2 separate regions of the Columba livia genome follow, and region 2 is linked to region 1. Evidence: chromatin contacts called from public Hi-C data. All regions are on one chromosome and are shown on one strand. Each heading gives the region's core, a stretch centred on a gene start, on an enhancer-like site or on the middle of the called end of the contact. The rest is flanking DNA. Distances are from core to core; before and after follow the strand shown. Region 1 overlaps USP25 (ubiquitin specific peptidase 25). Region 2 overlaps USP25 (ubiquitin specific peptidase 25).

Region 1 (2,700 bases), core at 75-2,574:
GTCATATCACTATATTATTGAAAAGCAGTAATCCACCAGCGTATTTCAACTGGAACAGGTAACAGAGGCCTAGATTTTCTATGAAATACTTTGAGCTTCATTGTAATGGCATTCCTGAAGCCAAGCTTGATGGCAATACTTTGGCTTTCCCCCTCTCTCCTTCCAAAGGCTTCAAAATCGTAATTTCTTTCCATCCTGCTTATGTTTCCTCCTTTTACTAGGAATCCTTTGTTAGGTCTTGGTTCCTTTCTCTCATTTCTTATGTGCCTAAGGTCAGTTTCTTTTTCACTGTCCTTGTTTTCTCTCAAACTTTTGTTTTTCCATAAAAATCCAGGTAATTTCTTTTGTTTGTTTGTTTTATTTTTGTGATTTTTTTTTTTCCCCCATCACTGTACTGATCTGTTTTGTATATCTGGAGAAAACATTGCTCTACTTTGTCTTTCTACCTAAAAACTCAAAATCATGAAACAAAAAAGTATTTGAATCTGTACTTGTAGGATAGTGGAAGCCAGCTGTCCAAACAGACCATGTATTTGGTCATAAATTTATTGAAAGATGTGTGTGTTTTATTAATAAGAATGTGCATTTTTTGATATTTTCTTTGCAGTCAGCATAGAGCTGAGTATAGACCCACTTAATCATTCTGAACACTAATATTAGTAGAATAAGAGTGAAGTCCTCTTTTTATAATATATGACATTTTCTTCTGGAAAATTTATTTCAAAAATAAGAAGTTAAGGAAATAAAAGGTGAACAATCTTTGGCTAGAATCTATGGATGAGTTACTTCTAAAGGTAGATATCCTGCAAAGCAGTCCCCATTCACCAGATTACATGATTTTTATATTGCCTGGACTTTGCTGACAAAAACTTTCCTACTCTTACCAATAGAAGCAATTGTTAGATCCCACTTTAAAGGCAATTTAGTCTATATATAATATAGTATGTATTGCCTGCAATGTTTTTGCTGTAGATGGTATCCTGAATTTTTCATAAGTAGAGAAGTCTGCACGCTGTATATTTTTTGTCAAACAATTATGCACAAGATGTTTTCCATTTTTTTAATTTCTTTGTAGTCCTTTAAAAATTTTAATTATTAGCATATATTGTAAAAGTTTAAGTTTATTATGCAATTGAAAGTTACCCAGTAATTTCTGTTTGGGAATTATTCTTAGAAAAAGACAATGACTGGAAATAACACCCATATTTCTCAAATTTGACAAAATTATAGTATACTGAAAAAAGAAACAATATGGGATGATGTGTTTAAAAAAAAATACTTGGGGGATATACCGATCAATGTTGATCTTAGCTGTTAGTAGCAAACTTTGTCCTTTGGTTTGTCATTAAATCGAAGGAAACTGGAATAATTCTACCTCTGAAAAAAAATGGCATTTCCCTCTTACGGAAAAACACAAATATAAAGAATGCTATTGTTTGCTGCACATGTGGCAAACAGTCTGGTTAATATTAAGTTGAAGTTACTGCCATCTGGTGGGGAAAGCTGTATTATATCAGTGCAGTTGGCAGCAGTTCTGTTAGGGTTACTTTGGATGTATGCATGTGAAGATTGTGTGTGTGTATGATACACAACAATACAGAGATACATACAGATATATCTTTAAATAATGTTAGCATTTGAAGTTGATATTAAAAGAATTTGAAAATATACAGTGATATAGAATGGCCCACTGCAACAGAGATTACTCAAGGGTATGAAAATTTGTGAAAGCAAATAAGGAAAACGTAAAAGGTAGAGCAGATAGACAGGCAAAATGTATGTGGTGTTACTGCCAGCGCACCTGCAATTCTGGCCTAGATTAATATAGATAATCATGTACAAAACTTGTCCTGGAAAGATTCCTTTCTGCTTTGCACAGCTGGAGATTTTACATTTTGTGCAGTGTTCCATGTAGCATTTCCCATGTTAGAGATGACCACTAATTTTGCTGCAAAAACAGCTGGGCTAGCTCTGCCTTAGTGTTCCACTCTGTACTTTACATTCACTCTGGTACAGGAAGTTTGCTTCTCCTTGAGTCTTGACATACTTGTGTTTATTACCTGACTCTTGAAGGATCAGCCCAATCGTAATGGGTTGGTATGAGCAGTGCATCACGGGAGTCTGTGGGGCATCTTACACATACAAAATAATTAGGCTGTCTTCTCAAGGAGCTAACACTTTCATGTTAGATGTAACAGTGCAGTCAATAATAGGCAAGGTGGTAATAGAAGAGGAGAGATTGAGTTGGGGGAGGCAGTGTCAGATACCCATCTTTAGTAATAAGTTGCTTGGTAACCATATGAGAATAATAACTAGTATCCAGAACTTGTTCTTATTTCGTTGTTATAGTGTCCAAAGGCTCCAAACAAGATGAGGTCTGCTTTATGTACAAATCTTAGATAGGTTTTTTCTGTGTTGCATGCTATGTTTTTTTCTGGTAGAGAACAGTAGAAGTGGTCCTTTGCTCTTAGTCTGCAGAATAAATTGCCATTTTCTCTGCTAAGTAGGCATGTCCTATCAGGTTTGTATCAAAAGTGTATTTTCAACTGGCATCTTCTCATGCCAGTCAAAGGAAAGTTAGGGGAATCCAAGAGTCTCTTAGGGTGCATAATATGTGTGGTCAAATTCCCAGCACTGCTGTGTTGTCCAAAGCTGTCCAGCTTCTTCTCCAGAGCTGTCAGTGTGCAGGTGCTGAGGTTG
Region 2 (2,700 bases), core at 116-2,615, 110 kb before region 1:
TCAGGGTCATGCCCAGCATGCATGTTTGCTCTGTTGGGCTCAGAAAGGGTATAAATTTGTGCTGCTTACATATTAAAAATATACTGGTTTGTGAATAGGCTTGAGAAATTCTGTTCATTATAAAAGCATAGTAACACTTGCTCTTCCTAGACTTGGAATTGTTCCCAGATCATAATAATTTCAGAAAGTTTATTATGGGTTATTATCTTCCCCAAAGTCTTGCATTTAAGAAGTTTATTTCTTGTTTTGTTGTTCTGTTTGCAAAGTTTCAGTCATTCAGGCAGGGTGGAAATAACATCATGAACTTGAAGCCATCAGCCTATTCAGCCTGAACAGGGTCACTGAAGTAGCACTAAATTAAGAAATGGGTATTGTACCTACCTAGCGTTTTAAGCCAGGCAGTCAAAGGTGATAAAATATATTGTCCAAATTAGAAGTTATGCAGCAATGACAAATGTTTGGTTGTCTGTGGTTGTCTGCTAAGCAGAAAAAATAGGTTCATTTGATGGAGCTGAGTCTGTTTAACAAAACATTTGGTCTCTTTAGAGAGCAGTTTTTGTCCACCTATGTATTGTCCTTACTGATAGAGAGGAAATGAAGGTCCTGCATAAAGCATGTTTACTTCCAGAAATCAGAGCAGAACTTTTTTTTTTCCTCCAGAGCTTTGAATTATTGGAGTCACCAGTGACTTGCTGCAGTTATTGCCCCTTCTAAAATCGGGTAACAAAAGAAACCAGCATCACAGCCATAACTGAAATGATGTAGTTCTGAAAGTAACTCCCTTTCCCAAATGTGCAGCAGCCCCCTTTCACTGCCTTCATGTTCTCTCGCCCGGTTATATGGTGCACATTTATCTGACAGACTAAAATTTGAACTGCACAGAAAGTAAGGCATGGGATCATAAGCTACTGTGAAAAATCAGGGAATTTGGAGATAAACTCTGCTCTCAACATTGCTATACTCCAGTACAAAAAAATCACCCTGAATAATGCTGCATGCTTGTGTTTTAATGGTTTGCACTGCAACACAGTGGTGCCCTGAATGTTACCATTTGCACATTCCCACCTGTCATTTGTGTTTCTGGAAATAGTATCCCTGGTTGCAGTCTGGCCGTTGCCCCAGGTGGTGTCTGACTCTTAACCCAAATCAAACAGTAATTGTTCAGACGCTGTCTGGTTCTCATGCAGTGGACAGGGAAAGCACAGCAGCCTCCTAGTTACCTCTGAGCAAGCCCAGGCAAGGATTTCCCTCAGGAGCTCTTCAGCCTGTTTTCCTCATAAGCCTTTAGGGTAGGGTTTTAGGGTCGCGGTCCCCATTGCCCTCTCTGTTGCTGTAGGGTCCAGCACACTTGATGAGCAGACTGCACACTGTGAAGGGGTGTGATGTAAAAGTGGTACTAGAAAGAGGGCGAGCACAGGCTTTCTTTCTTTCTTACTTTCTTCCTTTTACTGGCAATACCTTGGTAATGTAACTTAACCTAGGGATGGCCAGACTACAACTCTGGAGCTGTAAATGGTTTGCCAGCAGCTGAGATATGGTTGCTAATCCTGCGCTTAAGACCACTGGCAGGATGCAGTTTTTCAGGGTAACTCGGGTCCCCGGCTGCTGAAAGAAAAGTCCAGCAGGTTCCTTGGAGGCTGCCAGCAGAATGGCTGCAGGTCCCAGCTGTACATTCCCCTCGGCTCACTCTGCAGCAGCATTGCTGCAAATTGTGATCATACCCTGCTCACAAGCTGCCCACAGAGCGCCCCATCTGTCAGTTCCTCAACACATGGGACATGGACACAGCCTGGCCTGCAGAATGAGGAATTATCCTCCAAAGGCATTAAAACAAAACCATTGAATACTGATAACTTCTTGCCAACTACTCACTCAAATCTGGTAGCCCTGTGCCTAGGACTGCAGTTCCTGATACTGAAAGAGGTGACAGCCTCCACGCTTATAAAATCAGAGAGGTTCTAGCTTGGATATAAAGACTGAAAATATGACATAAGACTTGAATGTGTATGCAGACAGCAACAAGCACTCTAGGCAGTATGGACTGCCCTGCTTGACTTAACCAAAATACATCACTGCCTTCCAAGGGCAGGATGTGGTATGTGGTTTATGCACAAGACCCCCATTTATTTGGCCTTTTAGCCCGAACTTGCACGGTTGTGAGCTTTGGACCACTGAAAATAGCGACATATATATTGTGGACCTGAGCAACAACCAGTGTCTTCTGTGAACAGGGCAGAAAAGTAACTGCTCTTTAAACAATAAATAAATGGTTCAGTGTTATGAAAACCTACATTCAATGAAAAATAGTTACAGTTATAACTAGTAATTCAATTAAGAAAATAAATTATATGTTCATTTTGGAGAAAAATTTTTAATATTAAGAACTGTTACAGTGAGAACTCTGGTGATGGTGTACCATCTGGAAGAGGGAACCTGCTAAGGAGAGAGATCGCTAGTACCTGTGATTGTGAGTTGTTACTCTCATCTGTAACAGTTTACAGTCTTAATTTTGAATGTAAGGTAGTTCAGCTGTTCTAGTTCACTTTACTAGGTGAGTAAACTAAGAAATACAGCTTTGCACTTTCAGACTTTTGTATGAACCCCATGCAATCTCTGGAAACTCATGTTAATCCTATGGACGACCAAAAGAATCTACTAACATATGCACACTGCCAAAATAAATTATGGCTGGATTCCCGA

Evidence for each region. Hi-C and Micro-C count contacts between places; a contact is called where the count stands out from the background.
Region 2: a Hi-C map of crop shows a contact between it and region 1, with 2.2 times the contacts expected there. The contact joins two enhancer-like sites. A contact is called at or near these places in 2 of 2 Hi-C or Micro-C datasets (crop and liver).

Annotation. Positions count from the first base shown.
Region 1 is chr1:78,366,050-78,368,749 of bColLiv1.pat.W.v2, reverse strand. All of the region lies in intron 31 of USP25 (ubiquitin specific peptidase 25), which reads left to right. Among named protein-coding and RNA genes, the nearest start is that of USP25, 320 kb to the left of the region's middle. Within about 2 kb of position 1,324, at least 2 of the 3 cell types and tissues checked have an H3K27ac peak away from gene starts, as active enhancers do.
Region 2 is chr1:78,478,971-78,481,670 of bColLiv1.pat.W.v2, reverse strand. The region is part of intron 29 of USP25 (ubiquitin specific peptidase 25); the gene reads left to right. Among named protein-coding and RNA genes, the nearest start is that of USP25, 210 kb to the left of the region's middle. Within about 2 kb of position 1,365, at least 2 of the 3 cell types and tissues checked have an H3K27ac peak away from gene starts, as active enhancers do.